Linked DNA regions of Sus scrofa: region 1 is linked to region 2. The links are chromatin contacts, called in public HiChIP or PLAC-seq maps. All regions are on one chromosome and are shown on one strand. The core of a region is the stretch at or near the end of the contact, and the rest is flanking DNA. Distances in the headings are between cores, read along the strand shown.

Region 1 (7,229 bases), core at 2,092-4,591, 540 kb before region 2:
GTGTGCGTGGGGGATGCCCGTGTGCAGAACGGACACGGCGGGCTGGCGGGTGAGAGGCCCGAGGCCACGGAGCCACGGGGCGAGGCACACTGGGGTGCTGAAGCTGCATCCGGGTTGGGGATGCTGCAGCGCAGCCGTGTCCCCGCAGAAGCCACAGCTCAGAGCCCAGGCCGCGGGGTAGAGGACAGGCGGCAGGGCCCACAGGGAGCGTGGGAGCAGCGGGTTGCTCAAGAGGCAAGGAGCCAGCGGTGCCAGCTCCTCCCTGCAGTGGAGAGCCGCTCCCGGTCGGGAAGGCCCTGGGGTGGATACCTTCTTACTGCAGCCTCGGCAGGGCGCCTTGTAGGACGAGAGCTGCTTCTCCACGTGGGTGGCCTTGTCCACTTTCTTGGGGTCGAAGGGCAGGCGGCAGAGCGGGCACAGGGGGGATGGCACCTGCAGGCACGGCTGGAGGCACTCCCCACAGAACCTGCAGGCAGGGCACGGCCTGAGTTCTTCGGGCTGGATCACACTGTCTGGCTGCAGAGGGCCCGTGACCCTGCCTAGCCGTGGGTTTCTGGGCCCCCTGCCGAGCCTGCGGTGTGGGCCAAGCTGTAGCTGTGACCCCCAGGCTGCAGGAGGTGGCCCAGGGCTCAGCCTGCCTGTCTCACTGCCACGTGGCGATGACGACACCTCAGGGGGTCCAGGGGGACCCTGGAGGCCTTCCCCTCCCTAAGCTCTGGGGCGGAAAATCACTAACTGGTGGGCGGAACCCGCAGGCCCAGGGCCCAGGACTCACTGGATGGGGCAGGGCCAAAGCTGGCCAGAGAGTGTCACCAGCCCTGGGTCACTGCCCCCTGCCCAGGAAGAAGGGCTCTGGCTTGGCCTGAGCAGATGCGGGGTGACGGAGGGTCTGAGGCAGGCACCCAGGCTCCTCTCGGTCCTGAGCTGTTGGCTCCGGCGCTGGAGCTGCCGTGTCATGAAACACAAGTCCGGGCATCCTGCGTGTGCTCAGGATGAGCAGCCTCCAGCGGGAGGAGGCAGGACGGCCCCCTGCCCGCCACCGCTCCCGGGCCGTCCCCAAGGATCTGGAGGCCTGGCCTGTAGCTCTCAGGAGAGGCTTCATCAGAGGGTTGTAAACAAGCCGAGCAGCTTCTGGTTCCGGATGCGGCTCACCGCCCAGGATGTCCCAGACTGAGACCGTAACAGGCTCCCTCTGGGGCCTCGGGGGGTTGCCTGGGGTCACTTCCACGCTCTCCACCGAGGGGCCTCCTGCCCCAAAGCCCTGCCTGTCACCTGTCCCGTCTGCCTGGTGCTGGAGCAGTAGTATCTGCCCCCGTCGGGGCTGCTCTCACCACCAGAAGCCGATTTTGTGGAAGGGAACTGCTCACAGACAGGGCACCGGGGAGGGGAAGTACCAGACCATCAGCAGACTCGCTAAAGGAAAACACGTGCCTCCAAATCTTTCCTGTTCGTTGTGTTCACACGGGCCTTCAAGACACTGGATGAGAGACTCAGGGAAAGTAAGAGGCAGAGGGGGAACAGCCAGGAGGTTTGTTTAAACCAGCAGGCAGAGTCAGGGAGAAATTCTTTTGAAGGCAGAAGCCAAGAAGAGACACTTGCAGGACCAGTCTTAGAAACAGGAGGAGGGATCAGACTACGCCAAGAAAGGCCTTGGGGGGAGAACGGGGGTACAGAAGGATATGCTTTCACAACAGTTTGTGTGGGTCTGTATTCCGAAAACCACTTTTTCAGAAAACACTTAATCGGAAAAAGCGAAAACAGATTTGTGCTGAGCAGAAGAGCCAAACCACCACAGCCCAGCGGGGCTGGGTGAGTGTTGAAACCAACTGAAGCCTAGGAAAGGCTTTCTAAAATTAGGCCCCGGGACAGCCCTGCAGTTCCCTCAGGGACGGGCTGAAAGATGCCGAGCAGAGCTTACAACACCCACGAGTGTGTGCTTACAAGAAGGAAGCTCTGCGCAGAGGCCGCCCCGCCAACACCTCACAAACGGCCTGGAGAAGGGACACACAGTGCACCTTCAGGACAAGCCCGCAGGGCTCCCTGGGTGTGAGCAGGTGCCTGTCCTGCCATGCGCATGCTGTGTATGTGTGTGCGTGTCTGCGTGTGCAGGCTTCCCAGCTCCTGACACCATGGATGCCACCTCCCTGGGTGATGAGCAGCACACACTCAGCAGGTCCAGCTCCTTCCAGGTTAGCTGGCTTTGTTTGCAAAATGTGCTAGGGCCTCCTACCAGCCTGGGTGCACTTGGCCCCACCTCTTCAGCAGCTCTGCTGGCAGCCGGGCCCTCCTGCCCCCTCTCCCCACCCTGCTAATTTCACTCAAGAGCTGTATTATTCAGAGCTCAGGAGAGCTGGAGAGCAGGCACTCTGATCTCGGCCCCCTCCCAGCCAGGCTGGCAGCTCCCAGAAGACTGGAGTGCGGTGCTCATCGGGAAGGAGAGCCGCATGCTCAGGTTTCCGTTCCTGAAACCACCGGGTCCTGGCACAGCTGGAAACCTTTAACAAGGTGTGTGGCACCTGGTCTCCTGGGGGCCAGCCTGCATGGCTGGTCAGTGATGGATGAGACCCAAGTTCTCCATCAAAACAAAACAGCATCAGACTCCAAACAAGCCTATGCCCCAACTTTAGGGAACTCCTCTCCTCTGCAGTCAAGACAGGCAGACAGCGGGTCCGAAAAAGAGTTGACAGCAAAAGCTACAAGACATTTATTTACAACTGTCCACCCCGGTCTCCACGGGACCAGATCGAAGGCGACCGGCGCAGAGTTCGCGCCTGCTGCGCTCTGAGTCCCCAGGGAGGCCTGCCGAGGCCGTCAGCGGCCCCCGGGGCACCCGACACCGGGCAGGGCTGCTGGTCGGCCCGGTCTGACAACGGAGGGGTCGGGTCGAGAGCCCAGGGCGGGCGGGCAGGAGGCTGGGCTGAGGCGGATGAACGCGCCCCAAAGGGCAGAAACGGCTCTGCCCCAGGGGCCCCGCGCCCTCCCGCCCCCTAAGTTCTCCGCGCGCCGGGGCTGTGCCAGGGCGGCTGCAGGGCCCTGCCCGCGGCGGTGCCCGACCCCGCGGCCTCCTGAAGGCCGGCGCACTCACGTGTGGCCGCAGCTGCCGATGGCCACGGGCCGGTGGTAGACCTCTAGGCAGATGGGGCAGCTGTACTGCGCTTCCAAACCGCTGTCGCCGCCCGCAGGCCCGCCCGGTGGCTGCCGCTGCTGAGCGGACGCCACCAGGCTGCGGAACATCGCCATCCCGGGGCCGGCCCGCCGCCGCCGCCGCCGCCGCCGCCCCTGTCCCGGCCCTGCCCGGCCCGGCCAGCGCGTCACAGCCGCGACGGCGCCGAGCTGACGTCACAGGGAGCGCCCGTCCCAGACCCTCGCGTCACAGTCGCGCTGGCGTCTCGGTGACGTCATAGAGAACGCCAGCGGCCACCCCGCCCCCCTGGACGTCACAGCCGCGCCCGCGCCGCGGTGACGTAGTCGGAGCGCGCCTCGCCGCTGCGGTTTAAGGAGCGACTTGGCGAAGCCATGTGCGAGGTGGACGAGGACTACGGGGAGCCCTCGCCCGAGGGCCTGCAGCCTTCACGGCCCGGGTAAGAGTTGGGCGGCTTCCCCTCCGGCCGGCGGCGAGCTCTTGCCCCGTGGGCGGACCCGCGCTTTGTGGTCAGTCACGGGGGCTGCGCTCCGGGAATCCCGGCGTCCGCCGAGGGCGGGCCTTGGGCGTCGGGGGGCCTCCGTCGGGGGCCGAATCTCCCACCGCAGCACCGCGGGAGTGCCTGGCGGGCCGGCGCTGAGCACTGCAGGGAGAAGCTCGCTCTGCGCTCTCCCACCTTTAATTCTTGCAGCCAGTAGGGCGGCTTCGCCGCTCCCCTTACTCAGGAAAGTCGGAGCCCCTTTCTCTTCCACCCACTGACTCCACTTCTCCCTTCTGGGCCGCACGGAAGTTGTCTCTCTTCTGCCAGCCCCTGAGAGACTGAGAGGTGGCCGTTAAGAGGCCACTGAACCGGCTTTAGCAGACTAAAATCCCCTTCGGTCCCTGGCCTTTCCTCAGAGTGGTAGTTAGGATAAGACAAAAGCCCTGTTTCCTGGGGTATAACCCCCATTTGATCTCTCGCACGGCAGCTTGGGGTAAGAAGCAGGCTCCCATCTCCCTGATGCCCTTGGGAGGAGGTGTAATTTGCTTTCCTGTTTTTTCTTCCCCTTTCCAAAGCCGTGAGCAGAAGTGTGTGAAGTGCAAGGAAGGCCTGCCTGTCGTGGTGATCCGAGCAGGAGATGCCTTCTGCAGGTGAGCCCTCACTCAGCAGCCAGGGCTGCCCCCGCATCTCTGGCTTAATTTCTCGGCATTGGAAAGCCTTTTGTCCCTTTCCTTTTCGTTCGTACGTTCCGGGACTGGGGAGTGGGGGATGGGTGTGTGTGTAGGTGTTGGTTCCTGATGTGAGTACCGTTCTCCATGGGTCAGGATCTGTTTTCTCCATTATCCAGCCGTGGATCAGGTGGCAGGAAGGTATTGATGGAGCTTATGGGGAGAGTTGGGAATGCAGGTGCTGCGGGGTAGGGGGGAAGCGCCATCCCGGCAGCAGGAACACATCTAGGGCAGATGAGAGCAGCCTGGGATCTTTGGCAGGTGTTCTGGATGATGCTTGCTTTACTTGTGAGACAGGGAGGATGGAAGGAGGGCTCTAGTCTCTTCCTCCAGCTCTGAGGCTTTGGGCAGAGGGGAGCCTTAGTCCCAGAGAGGCCTGAGCGTGTTCTGTTTTATCTGAAGCCCTTTGTGGTCCCTCACATAACCCTGGAATGAAAACCCTCCAGGTGTTTGATCATGTGCCCAAGGACAGGGTCTGTCTCCCGTTTTATTCCTGTTAATTTCTGGTGGTGGTGCATGCTTTGTATAGCAAAGAACGCTTATTGAATGAGTGGCTGACAGTTTTATATTTAAAGTTTTTATTTTATTATAGCAGATTTACCACGTCAAATTCTGCCAAATTCTGCTGTGCAGTTTTATGTACTTTTTTTTCTTACATTGTCCTCTGTTCTGTTCCATCACAAGTGATTGGATATAGTTCTCTATGCTGCACAGCAGGATCTCATTGCGTATCCATCCAAATGCAATAGTTTGCATCTTCTGACCCCAAACTCCCAGTCCCTCCCCCTCCCCCTCCTCCCTGGCAGACACAAGTCTGTCCTCCATGTCCATGGGCTGTTTCTGTTGTGTAGATAGATCATTTGTGCCATATCTTATTTAATTATTTTATTTTTTGGTCTTGTATTTGTTTTTTTTTTTTTTTTTTTTTTTTTTAGGGCTGAACCCCTGGCATATGGAGGTTCCCAGGCTAGGGGTCAATTTGGAGGTGTAGCTGCTGGGCTACACCACAGCCACAGCAACACCAGATCCTTAACCCACCGAGCGAGGCCAGGGATCCAACCTGCTTCCTCCTGGATACTAGTCAGATTTGTTTCCTCTGATCAACAACAGGAACTCCATCATTTGTGCCATATTTTAGACTTAATATGTAGGTGATATCATGTGGTGTCAGTTTTTCTGACTTTTCATTCAGTGTGAGAGTCTCTAGTTCCATCCGTGCTGCTGTAAATGGCATTATTTTGTCCTTTTTGATGGCTGAGTAGTATTCCATCGTATACACGCACCACATCTTCTTAACCCATTCGTTTGTTGATGGACGTTTAGGTTGTTTCCATGTCTTGGCTGTTGTGGATGGTGCTGCAATGAACATATGGGTGCATGTGTCCTTTTCATTGAAAGTTTTGTCCGAATTAGACGTGGTGTATACCACCGGGAAATACATTTTAGGCAGGGAACTCACAGCCTTAGCCACTTAAGAGCACAGGGGTGGGGCGGCTCACGCCTCCCATAGTGGTTGTAAATCCCCACCAGCGGTGTAGGGGGCTTCCTTTTTCTCTGCATCCTCTCCAGCATTTGTTGTTTGTTGACTTGTTAATGACGGCCATTCTGACAGGTGTGAAGTGGTACCTCACTGTAGTTTTGGTTGGTATTTCTCTAATAATTGGTGATGTTGAGCATTTTTTCATGTACCTGCTGGCCGTCTGTATGTCTTTGGAGAAATGTCTATTTACATCTTCTGCCCATTTTTCAATTGGGTTGTTTGTTTTTGTTGTTGAGTTGTTTGGAGATTAAACCTTTGTCAGCTGAGTCATTTGCAAAAATCGCCTCCATTCTGTGGGTTGTCTCTTTGCTGTGCAGAAGCTTCTTTTTTTTTTTTTTTTTTTTTTGGTCTTTTTGCCATTTCTTGGGCCGCTCCCGCAGCATATGGAGTTTCCAGGCTAGGGGTCAAATCAGAGCTACAGCCACTGGCCTACGCCAGAGCCACGGCAACGCAGGATCCGAGCCGCATCTGCGACCTACACCACAGCTCACGGCAACGCTGGATCCTTAACCCACTGAGCAAGGGCAGGGACTCAACCCGCAACCTCATGGTTCCTAGTCGGGTTCGTTAACCACTGCACCACGACGGGAACTCCTGTGCAGAAGCTTTTGAGTTTAATAAGGTCCCATTAGCTTATTGCTTATTTGTGTCTTTTTTTTTTTTTTTTTTTTTTGTCTTTTTAGGGCTGCACCTGCGGCATGGAGGTTCCCAGGCTAGGGGTCGAATCAGAGCTACAGCTGCCAGCCTACACTACAGCCACAGCAACACAGGATCCGAGCTGCGTCTGTGACGTCCACCACAGCTCACAGCAACGCCGGGTCCTTAACCCCCTGAGCAAGGCCAGGGATTGAACCCGCAGCCTCATGGTTCCTAGTCGGAAGTGTCTCTGCTGCGTCACAGGAGGAACTCCTTATTTGTGTCTCTGTTGTCATTATTCTAGAAGGTGGGTCAAACAAGCTGTTGCTGTGATTTATGTCAAAGAGCCTTCTGCGTGTGTTTCCTCTGGGAGTTTGATAGCATCTGGCCTTACATTTAGGTCTTAATCCATTGTGAGTTTACTTTTGTGTGTGGTGTTAGAAAGTGTTCTACTTTCATTTTCTTACATGTGTTGTCCCGTTTCCCCAGCACCGTTTATGGAAGAGACTGTCTTTCTTCCACTGCATTCTTGCCTCCTTTCTTGTAGGTCAGTTGAATCATGGGAGTGTGGGTTTGTTTCTGGGCTTCCTATCCTGTTCCATTGATCTGTATTCCTGGTTTTGTGCCAGTACTATACTGCTTTGATGACTGTAGCTTTGCAGAGTCGGAAGTCAGGGATCCTGATGGCTCCTGTTCTGTTTT
Region 2 (6,854 bases), core at 2,220-4,719:
TGTAGGCCACAGACGTGGCTCAGGTCTTGGCATGGGTGTGGCTGTGGTGCAGGCTGGCAGCTGTAGCTCCGATTCAGTCCCCAGCCTGGGAACCTCCGTATGCTGCTGGTGTGGCTCTAAAAAGGTTTAGGAATTCCTGCTGGGGCACGAGGGTACCAGGAGCATGGGCTAATGAGCTGGCGTGGCTGCAAGTGCTACTGCAGCTTGGAGCTGATCCCTGGCCCGGGAACTCCATATGCCTCGAGGCAGCAAAAAATAAATAAATACTTAAATAGAAAGTTTAGCCCTTTAGTTGCTGCCAAGCTGCCTAATTTGGAAGGGAAATAGTTATTTGCTCTGATATTAATAATGAAGCCTAGATCTTTTTTTCTTTTCTTTTCTTTCTTGGCTATGGCAGTGGCATGTGGAAGTTCTGGGGCCAGGAATCCAACCCGAGCCACGGTAGTCACAAGGCCGGATCCTTAACCAGCAAGAGCAAGAGGGAACTACAATAGCTCTTAAAACCAAATATGACCCCAAAGATCACTTCTGTCCCCATACTGCTAAAGCACTGTTCCTATTTTCACAGACAGGGCGATGGGTGTACGTCCCCTGAGCAGCCTGACTGAGGCCCTGCATGCAGCCCCTCGGCGGGGAGAGGAGCCAGGACTCCTCCACACCAAGGATCAAGCGTGGAGCTGGAGGGACCGCAAGAGCATGGGGGGCCCCCGATCCTCTTCCCTCCCTGCGGCCCCTCCACTTCCTGAGGCCAGGCTTTGCACCGTGGTATCAGGAAGCCAGGCAGAGGCCTAGGTCAGGCCTGGAGGCGAGGCAGTTCATGTGAGCATGCCTGGTGGACTTGGAGGAAGCTGAGCCAGAGGCCCCGGGTAGAGCTCAGAGGGCTGAGAAGCCCAAGCAAGTAAACACAAGTCACGAGGTACAGAAAAGTAAGGCAGGAGTTCCCGTCGTGGCGCAGCCAAAATGAACCCCACTAGTATCACTGAGGATGTGGGTTCGATCCTGGGCCTCGCTCAGCGGATTAAGGATCTGGCATTGCCATGAGCTGTGCTGTAGGTCGCAAATGCGGCTCAGATCTGGCGCTGCTGTTGCTGCGGTGTAGGCTGGCAGCTGCAGCTCAGATTTGATCCCTAGCCTGGGAACCTCCATATGCCATGGGTGTGGCCCTAAAAAGAAAAAGTAAAGGGAGCAGGTGACAGGAGTGCAGACGCCACTCTCCCAGGCCCTTCTCTTCCAGGTCCAGGCCACAGGGCGCCTGAATCCTCTAGCCAAACCCCCCATCCCGAGGCCCCTGCAGACGTGGACTGAAGCAGAGTAGGTTTCAGAGTCAAGGCCAACCACTCGCTTGAGGCGGGGGACACAGCCAGCCCTCAAAGCAGTTAAGTAAATGCTCTTGGATAAATGAATGGATGTTTCCCAGAACCTCGCTTCCCACAGCGTCCTGGATGTGGACAAGCTGCTTTCACGTACATGCTTTTTTTGTCTGTGCCTGTGGCATGCAGAAGTTCCTGGGCCAGGGATCGAACAAGGGCCACAGCAGTGAAAATGCTGGATCCTTAGTCACCAGGCTACTCACGAAGTCCTGCTTTCACATGCTTTTATTGCATTTTACCTTTATGACAGCTCCGTGGGACACACTCTCAGCCTCCTTTTGACGATAATTTTATCCCTGTTTTGCTGATGAGAAAAGTGAAGTTTGGAGAAGGTAATCCCTTGCTCAAGGTCACAGACTTGGAAGGACATAAGCCAGCACTCTTTCTCCAAAGCCCGGCTCCTGCCATCTTCCTGCACAGCTTCCAACTAACTCTTGCAAAGAGGTTAGCTTCCAACACTTTTAAACAACGTTAATAGGGTTGCATCTTGTGTTCTCCCCAAACACGGAAGGCTCTGAGTCACAGATCTGCTGTGCTGCCTGGAGAGAATGGGTGAGTGTGGGGCTTGGTTACTTCCTGTCTGGAGGAGTTGCACAAGCTTTGATAGGGTGCGAGCGTGCAAGAAACCACTGTCGGAAGCCTGGTCATAGTCACGGGACTGGTCTGCGGAGGGCAGAACGTGGGTGGGACAATTTACCCAGGGAAGAAAAACGCTGAAGGAGGAAACTGGGCTGTGAAGAGAGAACGTGAGAAAGGAAGGGGGGCCCCTGTGCAGGTCGGGGGCAGCCACTCCCCACAACCAGCCAGGCCTGCAGCCAAGGGCCAATGCTCGGGACACTTCACTTAAAAAGTCCCCAAACCTTTCTAGCTTCACGACTGTGGGGGAAGGATGGCTGACGTGTGTCATACCTGTCACTCCTGTCACACCTGAATCCATAGGTCGGAGAGCACAGGCCCTGCAAACAGTCAAACGAGCTCTGAAATTCTGCTCATGACTCCTTAGCTGTAACCTCGGGAGCTTACTTTAAATTGCTCTAAATCTGTTTCCCTCTCTGTAAAACAGACATAAAAGGAGTCTGCACACCTGTGAAGAGTAAATGAATGTTTGACATGGCGCCAGGCACTAGGTAGCAGTTAGGAGAACTGGCTCTCCTTGAGCGACCAGGAATCTGGGGAATACAGAAAAACAGAGAAACAAGCTGAAGTGACCCTGTAACACAACCAGCAGTCTCAGAGCTAAGCATTCAAGCACCAGACCTCAGGTGGGCCGCGAAAGAGGGACCATAGGGTACGGAATCCCAAGGGCAGGATGCCTCAGACCCCTGCCCTTTCCCCAGGGACGAGAGTGGCCTACTTCTCTTGGGCTGTGATCCTGGACACAAGAGATGGGCACGACTTCCAGAGTGAGTCCGCCTGCCTCCAGGAGAAGGTTGTAACCTCTCCGAAATTAAGCATCTTGAAGGACAAGAATGCCAGCCGTCTGCTACCCTCTTCTGAAGACCCTGCTCTTACCCGAGGCCCCTTCCTCGTCCTCTAGCGCGCAGGACCTTCCAGGCACCGCCCAGGGGCCAGAGGCTGCACCAGCAAAGCCCTCCCCTGGGCAGCACCCTCCCCGCGCCAAGACCTGACTGGGTCTGCGGATCGGAGTCGGGGTCAGAGTCCTGGTCCCGGGGGGGGAGTCGGAGTTAGGGTCGGGGATCCAGGCGGGAGTTGGGGTCGAAGTCCTGGTCTGAGTCGGGGATCCGAGCAGGAGTCGCGGTCAGGGTCGCATCTGCGCACGCTCCACGCCCTTCGGGCTCTCTCGCGCCCTCCGCGGCCTTAGGAGCCGCTGCGCCAAGTCCTCCTGGGAAAAGCGGCCCGGCGCAGAGTCCTGAAGCCCTCCCTCCCGCGTCCGCCCGGCTGCAGGTCTACTCGCAGCGCTCTGCACAGTGTGGCGCCTCAAACCACCTGCGAACCTCTGCGGGATCAGAGACGCAGCCGGCCTGACTGCGCAGGCAGCCCGGACCGCGCAGGCGCCCCGAGGAGGCCGGGACCGCGCAGGCGCCCCGGGAGGCCGGGACCGCGCAGGCGCCCCGGGAGGCCCGGACCGCGTAGGTACCGCTTCCGGGTCAACATGGCGGCGCCGTGGCTGCTGCTACGCGCTCTCCGCCCGGGGCCAGGGCCCGGGCGGGGGCGACTGCGGGGCTGCTGCTCAGGCAGGAGCCCGGGCTGCTCCGCCGGGGTCGGGTGGAGGTGGCTGTACGTGGTCCACAGGCCTCCAGTGGGTTGTGTCGGGCCTGGAAGCCGAGTCCTGCAGGTGAGGTGCGGCCCCTGGCGTGGTGCTGCGGGCGGTGCCGCTCCAGCTGGCTGCCCCCGGGGGAGGGGCGTGGGCGAGGCCGCACGGCCCCGCCTTGGCGTTTTTCTAGCCCTGGTTTTGTGTGTTGCTATCTTCTGCTGCTTTTCATAGCGCTTTGGAATTGAGTCGAGTAAGACTTCCATCACTTTTTAGCAGAGCACAGTTTTGCACTTGGCTCGCATAGATCAGATGTCACCAGGTTGAATTCCAGCGCCTTCCAGATGCTCTTAAGTGGGCTTTCTGAAAGTTTTGTTTGTGAGAAAAACACCTGTAACTGTTTTACTTTTGTGCTGTAGCTTGACTTGTGAACACAAACTCATTGACTGTGTAAAGATTGTTCCAGGTCCTGTGAGGTCAACATTTCACCCTGAAACAAAGACCTTAAGTCCTGGTGCTTTTTAGCCCTCTTTTAGGTTATGTTGTTCCATTTTACCATAGTTTTAGGACCAATTTCATATTTTAATTCTATTCTAGATACCTGGCCACCCTGCCAAGGCAACTATAGATATATTGCACTTTTTGTTTTTGTTTTTTTATTTTTTTGCCTTTTCTAGGACCGCTCCTGCAGCATATGGAGGTTCCCAGGCTAGGGGTTGAATCGGAGCTATAGCCACTGGTCTACGCCACAGCCACAGCAACGCGGGATCCAAGCCACGTCTGCAACCTACACCACAGCTCATGGCAACGCCGAATCGTTAACCCACTGAGCGAGGCCAGGGATCGAACCCACCACCTCATGGTTCCTAGTCGGATTCGTTAACCACTGAGCCACAATGGGAACTCCGGTTTTTTAATTCTGTTGAGGAAAATCATATCATCTGTTGTCAGACTCTGATCATTCTATGAAGATAAAGGCCGAAGTAGGCAGTTCTCATGTACTTGTGACATAGAGCAGATTACCTCACTAAGGGCTGTAAGAGTAATCAAAGTATGTGAGGTTTAAGCAAATGGTATTTAGGGCTGACTGTGTTCTTTGTCTTGGGGAGTTTTTTTTTTTTTTGGCTCTACCCACAGCATTTGCAAATTGTCAGGCCTTGAATGGGACCGGCGCTGCTGCAGTAACTGGAACCACTGCACTTATAACACTGGATTCTTAACCTGCTGAGTCACTAGGGAATTCTAGGGCTGATTTTGAAGAGTGACCCCCCCCCTTTGTTACTATTTACCACACTAATGTTATTCATTTACTTGGCCGAGTTTCCCTTATATGCCTTCTTGTCATCACTGAACCAAGAAGAGACTTTTTTTTTTTTTTTTTTGCTTTTTAGGGCCACACTCATGGTATATGGAGGTTCCCAGGCAAAGGGTCAAACTGGAGCTGCTGCCGGCCTACACCATAGCCACAGCGACGAAGAATCCGAGCCATGTCTGCGACCTGTACACCACAGCTCACGGCAACACCAGATCCTTAACCCGCTGAGTGAGCCAAGGGATGAACCTGTATCCTCATGGATCTTAGGTTTGTTAACCACTGAGCCACGAAGGGAACGCCCAAGAGGAAAACTTTTAATTAAAATCAACAATAATAGTGAAAAGTAGGAATTTTCAACCTGTTGCTAGAAGGAAATCACACGTAACATCTTCTTTCTTAAGGAGCAGCCCTTGCCAAAGAGCGCTCAGAAAGGTGTTACTTTTCTCTGTAATAGCAGCAAACTGGGGGTGAGCTAAGGAAAACAATTTAAAAAGAATAAAAATAGATGCAGAAATTGCTAACACATGGAGTTCCTGTCCTGGCTTAGTAACCAGCCCGACTAGTATCCATGAGGACTTGGGTTCGATCCCTGGCCTTGCTCAGTGCGTTAAGGATCAAGCGTTGCCGTGAGCTGCAGCGTATGTGGCAGACACGGCTCAGATCCCTTGTTGCTGTGGCTGTGGTGTAGACCGGCAGCTGCAGCTCCAGTTTGATCCCTAGCCTGGGAACCTCCACATGCTGCAGGTGCGGCCCTAAAAAAGAAAAAAGAAAGAAAGGGGGAGGAGGAAGGGAGGAAGGAGAAAAAAAGAAAAGAAATTGGCAATGCAGAGATAGAAAAAACTAAACTGACCATCACGGCAAAAGCATTCAGGTGGGAAAGCGGCACCTGGGTCCTGGAAATGTGCTCCAAGGAGTGTTTGTCTGGAGCGGAGAGTCCAGGCCTTCGCTGCTGTTTCCTGCGGAAGAGCTGGGCGCCGTGTTCAGCACCTTGCTTTAAGCATTTCTTTGACATACTCACTCTTGACATTTTTATTTATTTTTTGGTGATGTTGTGTTAAAACTTTGAAGCAACGCTCAGAGTATTACTTCGTATTTCAGGCCGTGGTGTAAATGTTACAAATATATAACTCCCCGCTTTTAGGAAAGACTTGGCACCCCGGAGTTCGTCCGAGTGGCCTGGGCGCGCTGCGGTACTGCTGGATTGATTCTCAGCATCGTTCTTTTTTCTTCAGAGTTTCCAGTTGCGACTCCTAACCCCCACCTTTGGCGGGATCAGCATGTTGTTGGTGAAACAGCATCTAGTCCAGAATCCAGTAGGACTCTGGAAACTTTTAGGTGTGTACATTTTTTTTTTTTTTTTCCCCTTTTCTGCTGCGCCTGTAGCATATGGAAGGTCTCAGGCCTGGGATCAAACCCGAGCCAATTCAGTGACAGCACTGGATCCTCAACCCGCTCCCCACAAGAGAAGAGCTCCCTGTCTCTCTTGACGTTAGGTGACCTTAAGTGTTGACACCTGGACTTTTACTCTCCCCTTGAATCAGGTGGAACAAGGAACAAGGACACCTTCCATTGCTGTGTAAGGAGGCAGCCCAGTGCCCATACCTGGGCATGTGAGCCTCCGTGTGCCCCCAGTGGCACCCGCTCTGGCGGCGTCCTGGCAGTTTTATTTGCGGTTCTGTTCACGTCCGTGAAGAAAGGTGCTGCTCAGTCACATTGTGAGATGGTCTCCCCCGTTTTAAGCCCTGATCTGATCTGTGTAGACCTTGGACGAGGCACGGACTAGACAAGCGTCTCATGGGCCCGTTTGGGTGAGCTCCTTGATGGCTCGCTGTCCATGCTGCCTACGCCGGAGCCACAGGTGGTATTCGTGTGTTGAAACTTTTTTTTTTGTCTTTTTGCCTTTTCTAGGGCCACTCCCGCAGCACATGGAGGTTCCCAGGCTAGGCGTCTAATTGGA

Evidence for each region. HiChIP or PLAC-seq counts read pairs in DNA pulled down with a chosen protein or histone mark.
Region 1: an H3K27ac HiChIP or PLAC-seq map of alveolar macrophages shows a contact between it and region 2. The contact joins the promoter of RNF166 here to the promoter of SPG7 in region 2. A contact is called at or near these places in 2 of 5 promoter capture datasets (fetal liver and liver) and 1 of 2 datasets of contacts at active chromatin or transcription factors (alveolar macrophages).

The regions. Positions count from the first base shown.
Region 1 is chr6:973,069-980,297 of Sscrofa11.1, reverse strand. It overlaps RNF166 (RING finger protein 166), which reads right to left and starts at 3,341. Exons shown (of 6, transcript XM_021093662.1): 1 at 3,086-3,341; 2 at 310-466. The coding sequence starts at 3,240. It overlaps CTU2 (cytoplasmic tRNA 2-thiolation protein 2), which reads left to right and starts at 3,417. Exons shown (of 16, transcript XM_021093659.1): 1 at 3,417-3,581; 2 at 4,199-4,273. The coding sequence starts at 3,517.
Region 2 is chr6:435,821-442,674 of Sscrofa11.1, reverse strand. It overlaps SPG7 (paraplegin), which reads left to right and starts at 3,469. Exons shown (of 17, transcript XR_002345286.1): 1 at 3,469-3,666; 2 at 6,130-6,232. LOC102168077 (a long non-coding RNA gene) reads right to left here and starts at 3,378. Exons shown (of 2, transcript XR_002345290.1): 1 at 2,455-3,378; 2 at 1-2,326.